2 separate regions of the Ovis aries genome follow, and region 1 is linked to region 2. Evidence: chromatin contacts called from public Hi-C data. All regions are on one chromosome and are shown on one strand. The core of a region is the stretch at or near the end of the contact, and the rest is flanking DNA. Distances in the headings are between cores, read along the strand shown. Region 1 overlaps RBMS2 (RNA binding motif single stranded interacting protein 2). Region 2 holds the start of BAZ2A (bromodomain adjacent to zinc finger domain 2A).

Region 1 (5,221 bases), core at 675-3,174, 37 kb after region 2:
TTTTAGGACCAATCTCATTTTTAATAAGGTAAAAAAAGGAAAAAAAAGTCTAGAGATAAAAAAAACTCCTGTTTTTGCCATGTGATGTTCCACAAGTGCAGCTGTAGAAAAGTGCTTGTCAGTTGAATAAAAACCACATTTGATAGAGACTCAAAAGACTCCGTGTGTTTATCTTCCTTCAACATAGGTTCTTGTAATTGCCTAAAGGGGAGAACTGGGTGGTGTCAGGGTGAGTATATGACTGGTTTGATGGGGAAGACAGCAGGCAGGAGAGCAGTGTGCCCCTAAGTGTCAACAGTTCTCTCTAAACCTCCAGGCTTGGTCCTTCTTTTTCCAGGAGGCGTCCAAGGCAGAATTTCTGTTTCTGTGAATGGAACAGGTGCTTCTGGCCGAGGTGCTGTAACAAAGGATTGAAGTGTGCCGAGTTCCTACATTGTGAGGCATGGCCTTGGCTTTCTAAGGCTGCCACCTGTGTTCCTGATGCAGGAAAAGTATGTGCTCATCACCACCTTCCCCAGCTTCCCACCCATGGATAAGACACCACGAGGTAGACGTTTGTGTTTTATTTCACAAGTTGAAATAAGAGAAATTCTACCAAATTATAGGGAAGAAACATGAGAATACCAAAGGTCAGAAAAATTAGAATGGGTAGCACTGGCACAAACATGACAAGAGTGTAAAATTAGAAACCTCTGGATAAAGAAAAACTACAAAATGTGTTTTGAGGATAATTAAACTTATTTCCTGTCCAAGGTGGTTAAGTGCATGCAGGGGTGCACTCGCCACCCCTGTATGTGTTGGGGGATGCAGACACCAGTACATGTTGTGAGAACTTTTTACAAGCTGGGAAAGCTTATCACACTGAAGGCTGGAAGTTTTGTTTTGGTGACCCTCTAACTGGAATAGGAGGAGAAGGAATATCTGTTTTCAGCCCTATAAAAACCTCAGATGGCCGCTTTGGTACATGCTTAGCTTCTCAGCTAGTGGCAGCCACTGGCAAACTTAATCAAGTTATAAGCTCTGCTCCAATGCTGGTGTTCCTGGGGGTGGCTCCCAAGCATTACTTAATATCCTAAGCAGTCATCATTTGGCCTACCACAGCAATATCTAACCGAAGAGTTCACGTTATTCTAGGGTGATAAATGAGGTAAAAATCTCAAAGACATTCCAGAAATAGAAATAACGAATTCTTACATTTGATCGTGAGCCCTTTCTAGCCCCCAGTTTCCTAAACCTCGGGAAGGGAAGGACAGTAAAGGAAGGAAACACGTGTAAACCAGGTGCTTGTGCCCGTGTTGAATTGTGGAACTGTGAGGTAGATCTGTAACAAGGACAAGGAAGTTGTGGGCCATACCCGGGAGAACAGAGGTTCGTTTGAAATGGAAGTGGACAGGCCAAGGAGAAGCAGCAGTGGTAACTGGGGTGAGAGGGCACCTACCTCTCTTATTACTAGTCTCGTGGGGAGCACCTCTAGGGAGGTGCCGCAGAATTCAGCAAAGAGGAGAAGGGCGATAGAGCTCACAGGCCTGGCTCAGCTGTTGAAGGAAGACCCTCCTACAAAAGGAAAGGGTAAAAGCTGAGTGAAGGCGAGATCTGCTAATGCCTGGAAGGAGTTAAAAGCAGGTAGCACAGAAATGGCATAGTTGGTTTAGGAGGGAGTCAGGCAGGGGTTAATGTGGCAAGGCACAAGGTTAGACCTAGCCCTTACAGACTGGCTGTCATACCACCCTCTTTGAAGTTGGTCTATCAGAGCCTGGGGACAAGTTTAGACCTGATCTCTGACCCACGTTTACTGCCCTAGGCCAAGAAGTTCGAGGTAACCTGCTAATAATAATAAGTGCAATGCTGCTGCTCTCCCAGAAGGGGGGGCAAGTGCACGAAAGAAATTTTTTTTTAGATGTTTACAATCCATTCCAGCAAGCCCTCTCACCGCGCACCTTTGTGGAGCAAAAGAACAACCCACAAGTAGGCGCCCCAAACGGCATACACTGAAGCAGCAGGGGATAAGCAATGCAAGCACCAAGGAGCTAAATGAGCTCACTGATCAGTAAGTCAGGAAAAGAAGAATGGAACGGGGCTGAGGTGGCCTGATCCAGGGAGGGTCAGTAAAGCAACAAAGTCTAGTCCTCACACTCAGTGCAGGTAATGTCCCCCTACTACCCCATCTATTCCTGACAAGGGGTATTTATTCACTGTTCAGAGCCACGAGGCTTCCTAGTCCTGAACAGCTCTTCCAATCCTTTGGTTAAAAATACTCTAAAAATAACATCTCTCCCCACCGTCATTTCTACATCTTCCGTAACCTCAACCCACACCCTCCTCCAAAAAGCCTTGGGTCTGAGTATCCAGAGTGAGACAAGAGCAGTACTAATATCGGCATGAGGTGGGATAGGCAGGCACTAAGCCTAATAAAGGATTACATCATCTGAGAAAGTGATTCTAGTATGTTCTATCTGACTGAAAAGAAAAAAATACGAAGTAGTAAAATATTTTAAGAATGGTACGAGCACTGTAATGATCAAGGGTGAGATGTGAAGTACAGGTAGAGTGTGACCTGGACTCCATGAAGACAGGATGCAGAAAACACTGGCATAGTTCAAAAAAAAAAAGAAAAAGAAAACACTAGCATAGTTCAAAGAGCCCAGCCCAAGGCTATGAGCCTGCAGACGCCCCCTACAATCCCTCAGCAGCACCACTGCCACCAGGGGGCCGTTTTGAGAGAGAAAAACTGGCCCTCATTCCTTCTCTCCTTTTTCCACTCACCCATGTTATGAACTGTCAGAAAAGAACTAACAATTAGGGGGAAAGTATCATGAGTATAACCCAAAAGGGTCCAAACAAAATTCCACGATGCCATTAACCACTACAAAAATAACTTCAGGCTCTCACTCCCTCACTTCCCATGCCCAAACCTGCCCAAACCAGAAACATTCACTAATAAGATCCATTAAGCAGATTCACATGAGGAAAACGGACTAAAGGTAACTTCATAATTTTAGAACAAAACAATGCAAAATAAGAGCCATTTAAATACAGAGAAAGTAGAACCAAGAATTCTGAGAGGCAGAGAAGGGGCAGCATTAATGTCAACAGCTTCTGCACATGAAAGGCCCTCCTTTCACTAAACCTCCTAGCAAGTTTCCTCCAAACTACTTATTAATTAACTGAACTAGACTCTTCTTCAAAGCTCCTGAAGAGACCTATGGTGTACTTTTCTGACTAAGGACTAGAGACTCAGAAACAAGCACTACCTGCCCAGGCAAACCCTCCCAGAAGGTTACTGGGGCTGTTTTACATCAGATAAACCCTTCCTGAGGTTGGAAGTACCCGTGAGAAAACTGTGGCAATTTCGTCTTTTGTATTTTCCATCTTACCTATTATCCCCTACCTGCTGTCTGCTGCCTCTACTTCCTCACCCTCAGGATGCACAAGAGGACTCGGGGTGGGGAGCAGCAGGGCTCTCAACTCTGGGATGGGTAAAGGGAAGGGCGAGCTGGGCCCAAGCTCTGTGTACAACTGACATCACAGCCTCTTCCCGTCCTGGAGCTTCTCCTTCCCCTCCCTACAGCCAGCCTACTGAACACCTGTTTCCCCATTCTCCATCACTGGGCTTTCTGTCTGTCTCAGAGACAGACACCTGACCTGGAAGTGAAGGGGAGCAGCACTCTCCTTTCAGTGTAGAAGGGAGTGACTGGGAAGAGAAGGTGCAGGACCGACCTTCCTGGACGATGGGCAAAGGCTTCCTCTGATCTGTCTCCAGGTGTGTAGCCAGGTCTTGCAGAAGGAGGCAGGGTTGAAGAGCAAAACAGAGCCTTGTTGTGAAGGGCTCCTGACCTTGGGAATACTGAGATGGGATTTATTGCTCTTTTCTCTCCTAGCTCCCTGCTGTCCTTCCACAAGGAAAATTATTTTTGACATCATGGTTCCCTGGGAAAGGGGCCCAAATGCTCTGGACAGTTAGAAAGAACTTTGTCCTTTCCCACCCCCTGCATAGCACACACAAACACAGAGAACAGCTGCCGCCTCGATCCCTCTCAATGTGTGTGTGCGCACATGGCCTGAACCTTTCAAGGGCAGCCCTTGCTGTATACATTGAGGTGCCAAGGGTCAAAGCCTGGGGAAAATGAAAGAACCTCAGTTCTCTCTCAACTAGTTGCCCGGAGCTCAAAAAGCACTGTGTGTCCAGGGCTGGGAATTTACCAAGACCTCTGGTACACAGGCAGGCTTGACACTGTCTTCATCAGGGTTTCCTAACCGTGGCACTACTGACATTTTGAGTCAGAGAATTCTTTGGTTGGGGGAGCCAGGTCTCCTGTGCACTACAGGATGTTCAGCAGCATCCCTAGTCTTCAGCCACTAGATGGCAGCAGCGCACAGCCTCACGCCCAGATGTGACCATCAACAAATGTCAAAAGGCCTCTAGAGGACAAAACCACCTCTCTGAGAATCACTGGTCTAAAGGTGAAGCCGCTGGTGGTCCACGGTGGGGAAGGAACCTAAGTGGATTCAGCAAGGTCACAAATGTAAAGGCTCTGAGCATGGCAATGACATGCGACACGGAAGAGAGGGGCCCTGAAACCCAGGGCAGAAAAGGTCCTCCAGGAAGCAAAAAGCAGGCATTCCTGAAAAGCTATAGCTGGAGAAGACATTTTCTCAGAAGGTGTGGTGCTGGCCTGGGCAGTGAGAAGAATTAGAAGTCAGTAGGTCTGTTTCTCTGGAACTTGCCAGGGAAAACCTAGTCTTCATCCCAATTTGGATCAAAGATGGCTACCAAAGGCTGTGGAACTGTCTCCTTAGTTAGCCGAGGTCAAGGCTCTGCTTCCAGAAGGGCAGAGGGAGGAAAAGCCGCTTCCACTGCCTGCTTAGTCTCCCTGTTCCTTGCCCCGCCCCTCAAATTCCATAGGAAATTTCATTCAAAAAAGAAATCACAAAATTAAAAGCTGTAAAGAGGTTAAAGTAAGCAGGTTCTGCTGTATGGAAAAGAGAAAAAGAACAATCTGGATGAGGAAAAGAAGGCATAAAATGTATGTGAAGAGATGGGATGCGTGATCTAAGAGCTTTATAAAACAAAACATTGAAAGTCTATGTATTCTTACACACACCTCCCCACAAAAAAAAAAGTCCATTGCTAAACTCAGCAAGAAGGGCCCACGAAGGGCTCCATCAGTGTTCTAGCACCACATCTTTTTTCTTAAGAAATAATTTTTTTTAATATAAAAAA
Region 2 (4,907 bases), core at 890-3,389:
CTGGTGGCCTCAAGTGGTGAGGTATGTAACCACTGTAGAAGTTAATATCCTTCACTTCTCACCAGTTGGATTTTTTTTTCCATATAGGTGAATTTGACCATCTCCCAGAACAGGCCTTCTATATGGTGGGACCCATTGAAGAAGCTGTGGCAAAAGCTGATAAGCTGGCTGAAGAGCACTCATGAGGGGGTCCTTTTGGCAAATTAAGCACTCATCCTCCATGGTGTCCCTCTCCTTGCCCCTAATCCAGAAATCGCAGTTTTCTCTGTAGGCCACGTGAGAGCCTTGATTGAAGACATTGTGTTCTGTCTGAAGAATATTTAAGGTTTCCAATAAAATGTACATCCCTCAACATTTGTCTGTTTTTCTTGGTCCTGACAACGCAGCCAGTACTGAAGTTTTTAATAGTAGTTTAGAATAGCCACAAGAAACAGCACAAAGTAGGCTATATATATATGTTTGAAATGGGGTCATCCAAAAAGAAAAGCCATTGTCTTGCATTGTTGAATAGCTGAGTCTTATGAAGGGGTTTCCTGGGGATGATGGGATCCTAATAGGGCCTCATTTTTGGCCCTTTTATGTCACTGTTCAAGTTGAGTTTTGCCTCTTAAATATATGTAGTGTAGTCCTACTTTTTTAAAAAGCAAAAGGATTTTTAGAAGAGCATTTTGGGGAAAATGGGTTTAGAAATAACTGCTGTTCTAAGAGAAGGCACAGGTTAATCAGTGAATTAAATTTTTTGGAAATGATGCAGTTAAATTCTGAGGGATTAAAACTGAGTCAAAAGGGCTCTCTTCTATTACCACCGTTTTTTTCAGAAGGTGTCCCTGACTACTACCTCCTAACATTTTGGGCAAGACTTGTATGTATGATTCCTTGAGGCAATGCAGACTATAAAGTGCCTTAAGGCCTATTCTGAAGTTTGCTAAAATTAAGAAAATTGGGAAAAGAATGTTATAGGAAGAGTAATTTTCAGAGACTTCCCTGGTGGTCCAACTGTTGACTGCTTCCACTGCAAGGGGTGCAAGTTCGATCCCAGTTTGGGGAACTAAGATCCACATGCCCTGTGGTGTGGCCAAAATAAATTTTTTTTAGAGGTAATTTTCAGGGTTGTTGGGCTTGAGTTTCTGAGTCAAATAATGGAATGTAGACAATCTTCCCTTCATTTTAGGCTTCATTTAGGCAAGGATTACAAGAACAGCCACCTAACAAGTGCCCTATTAAAGTGCAAGGTTGGATTTGGTGCCCCTTAGGTGTTAGATGTTCTTTTGTAGATCCAGACCCATCTGCCCTCTGGTGGTAGGACTGAAGGCTCTGCAAGAACTGATCTCACCATTTTGAAATCCATGAAGGCCATTTGCTGGGATGTGGTTCTTTGCTAATGACTGTTTACAAACCAGCTGGGGTTTTTGTCCTAAGGAGGAGCCTGAATCTATAAGCTCCACCCCGAGGCATTCAAGTTGGGTAAAAGCAGGGCAGGATAAACTGAGATCCCAATTGAGAGGCCCCTGGGGGCTGAAAGTTGGGCAGGGGCCTTGGGAGAGGTGCCAGGGGTGGAGTAGGGGCCTTTAAGTTTCCTCCCATCTGCCTCTGACGTCCTTGGCACCAGCCTGTCCTGTGTCACGGTTTGGCCGGAAGGTGGAGCCCCTGAGCCGCCTGTGCTCAGTAGTTTGCCCCTAGGAAAGCCTGGATTTGGGGAAATGCTGAGTTATGGGGGTGTGGGCACATCCTCTAGGTTTTGACTCTGGAATGGGTAAGAAGCTGACGCAGAAGTCCCCGGGCTATGGGTCCACCCTTTCTGCTCTGTTTTCCCATGTTATCTAGAGGCAGAAAGACCTAGGAACTGATCCTAAAGGTGGTTTCTCCCATACTTCTACCCCTTCCCCCCTACACTACATTTCTGTCTCTTAGCATTCATCGAGAACCTTCTCCCTCTCAGTAGCTGCAACTATTTATTTCCTTCCCCCTTCACCACTCCTGGTACCACGCCACTAGGGTGTCAACACAGATCTAACCTTCCTCCATATTTCTCCTGGTTCGGCCCTGTCCTCACCGCCTCCTCCCTCTCCACCCAGAGAAAGCCCCGCCCCTCCCTCCTCCCTCCCCACCCCAGTCTGTCACACAGGGACATCACCCTACAGCAGTTCAGGCTGTGGTTCGCAGGAAGCATACATTGGCTTTTTGATTCGTGCTAGTTCCCAGCTCATAGTTTGGGAGGATCTAACACCAGCCTGCACGTGAAGGGGGAACCAAGGACAGTGAGGAGCTGGTGGTCCCAGCCCTGGAGCCCTGCCAGCCTGACATGAGTAAGTATGAGGACCAGCCCCCGGCAAGGCCTGAGGGATGCCTACCTCCCTCCCTGGCTGACTCAGCAGGGGTGGGGCCTAACCTTTGCTCTTTTGGGGGGTGAAGGAGGGGAAACCAGACTACAGGGGCACAGGACTCAGCTGGTGAGGCTGCTGACCAAGGGATCGTCAGCGTTGGCAAGCACCAGCCTCAGGGAAGAGCCTGGACTGCCCCTTAGGTGGGGGCTTCCCCTCCTCCCCACTCCCGCCCCTTCAACCCCGCAGTCCCTTGTGCCTCCCCATTAAGCTGCTGGGATTCAAGAAATATTTTACAGCACTCATGGGTGGCCTCCCCCTCAAAGTAAAGCCCACTTTTGGTCACGTTGGAGAATTTTTAAGGCGCCTCTCCCTCTATTTTTTCCCAGGCCTTTTTAAGTCCCTGTCTTCTTTCCTCCCCCACCCTGACCCACCACCAGGTGGGGGCTGCACTGAGCAGCTGCTTCCTGTTGCCCCAGAGGTTGCTGCAAAGGTGGCGGTGGTTGGGGGAAAACTGAACTAGAATAAAGCCGATTCTCACGGTCCCACATCAGCTTCACCAGCGCAGCTACTGGCGGCCCCCCACGTTCCAGTCACTGAGAAACACGGAGAGGCAAGACTGAGGCTGAAAGGCCTGAAAGGTCTTTGCCCTCGCGGCTTCCTGATTCCAGAAGCTTTTATACTTGGGTCGTGCCGGGGGAAGGAGGCTGCGTCTCCCCACGGCGGTAGGGCTTGAACTCCCGAGGAGTTGAACCTGTTCACCTAGTAGGGCCGCTGTGCGTTACCCTCAACAGTCTCGGCCGTGAGTTTCCTCTCGGACACCTCTATTCCTCCGGAGTCCCTGTGACTCTCACAGCCTTCCTGGTCCTCCTTTGTGAAGAGATCTTGGCCGGTGTCTCCCGGAGCGCGGGTGGAGCTATCCCAGGTCCTCCAGTTCGAACCCACCACCATCCCCCACTTCACCGCAGAAGTTTCTGTCTCTCCTTCCTGGGGATCTGTTCTCTTCCTCCATCTGGGATTCTTCCTGGTTCTGGCCCCTAGGAGACGCCACTGGCTTCCCCCTCCCCCAGCGAATTCTTCGCGACAGCCCTACCCGAGCGCTTGTCCCTACCCCAGTAGCTCCTGCCCCTTTAAGTGCTACCCCCCCCCCCCCGCCCCGCCGGCTGCCCAGGGCTGGGGGAGGAGGCGCCGCCGCCGCCCGGCTCGGCCACCTGCGCTGCCGCCACCGCCCGGCCCTGCTCCAGGTGAGGCCCGGCACCCACGTCCGGTCCCGGAGTCCCCCGGCGGGCCGCCCCTGCGGTCTCCTACCCGGGATCCGCGCTGCCGGGGACTCGGGATCTGATCCTCCCCCTGCGGGAGCTGCCCTTCCTCTCTCCCCCGCACTATCTACTCGCCCATTTCTCCCCTGTCCTCTGCGACCGGAATCCGGAGGCTTCTCACGCCTCTCGGCCAACCTCTCCCGGGTACCCCTCCTATTCTGGACCCAGGATCTCCCCCTCCCCCGCGCCTTCCTCGCCAGAAAAATCTCCCTTGGTCTGGATTTCGCCTCCTCCCCTCTGGAACCATCGCTTTCCCACGCCATCCTAACCTCCAATGGGAGGGGGAATAACCGCCACCCCAACTCCTCTCTTTCCCCGTAGTAAGGGGGGTGGGGGTTATCTTAGCCTAGAGTCACTTTCAGGCCCTGCTCCGTTTAGCCATTCAAGTTCAACTAACTCTCACCTAACGCTTTCCTGAATCCCTCACCCTACCTCATCTCTTCCAGACTTCGGGGGTGCGATCTCAGCACCAGCCCAGGTGGGAACAGCCCTTCTAAGCTTGGGGTGGGCCAGTCCCGCCTAAGACCACTCTTACCCCAGAGTCAGGGAATGGGGGGGTGCCACCCAGAATCTTGTGATTCTGGGCTTAAGGGGCTGTTGGAGAACAGTGGATGAAGGGCTAGGACTAAGTCTCTAAGGGTGTTGGGGGTGGTGAGGAAGGCCTGGGAAGCCCAGCCTTTTCTATTCAGATGCAAAAGAAGTCCTGAGGAAATTAGGTCTTCCCCATCCTCTTCTGAGACCAGTCTGGATAAGCTCCTTGGAGAGTTTGAAAGAAGACTGCTGAATCTGAGGGGACCATACCAATTTGGAAAGAAGAGGGATGAGTTGTGGTCCTTTTGATGGGGAGAATCTGGCCTCCCCTAAATACGAGGTGGGAGGGTGGGGGGAGGAGACTGTTTTCCATTAACCTGGAGAGGAAAGTGGGACAAGTTGGAATGGTTAACAGGTTGAAGGCTATCTCTGCACTAGACTCTATTAACATGTGAACCCTTCAGCGAGTGAGGGCAAGGTAGGTCTTTAATATTGATAATGACCCCATCTCCATTAGAGAATTCCCCTCTGTCCAAATCCAGCTGAGACCTTAGCTCTGCCCCTTTTCTTCTTGCCCTCTCATTCCCCACTGTCCCCAACACAACACACTCCAGAATGAAGGGACAAGGGTGTCTGGATTTGAGTCATGTTTCACAGGCTGAGAGGGAGCTGGGTAGGCATGGGGGATGAAGGAGAGGGTGGTCAGCAGTGGTGGTTGGGGTTGAATTCCAGGAGT

The links. A called contact is a pair of places that touch in the nucleus more often than the background predicts.
Region 1: a contact with region 2 is called in a Hi-C map of hypothalamus, with 2.5 times the contacts expected there. The contact joins the enhancer-like site here to the promoter of BAZ2A in region 2. A contact is called at or near these places in 8 of 16 Hi-C or Micro-C datasets (hypothalamus, liver, mixed tissues and 4 more).

What each region holds. Positions count from the first base shown.
Region 1 is chr3:163,052,942-163,058,162 of ARS-UI_Ramb_v3.0, forward strand. It overlaps RBMS2 (RNA binding motif single stranded interacting protein 2), which reads right to left. Exons shown (of 15, transcript XM_060412962.1): 15 at 549-5,221. BAZ2A (bromodomain adjacent to zinc finger domain 2A) reads left to right here. Exons shown (of 30, transcript XM_060412950.1): 30 at 1-149. Among named protein-coding and RNA genes, the nearest start is that of BAZ2A, 38 kb to the left of the region's middle. Within about 2 kb of position 1,925, at least 7 of the 54 cell types and tissues checked have an H3K27ac peak or open chromatin away from gene starts, as enhancers often do. A contact at or near this core is called in hypothalamus, where this site is marked.
Region 2 is chr3:163,015,846-163,020,752 of ARS-UI_Ramb_v3.0, forward strand. BAZ2A (bromodomain adjacent to zinc finger domain 2A) reads left to right here and starts at 2,140. Exons shown (of 30, transcript XM_060412950.1): 1 at 2,140-2,306. It overlaps ATP5F1B (ATP synthase F1 subunit beta), which reads left to right. Exons shown (of 10, transcript XM_004006572.4): 10 at 88-352. The coding sequence ends at 185.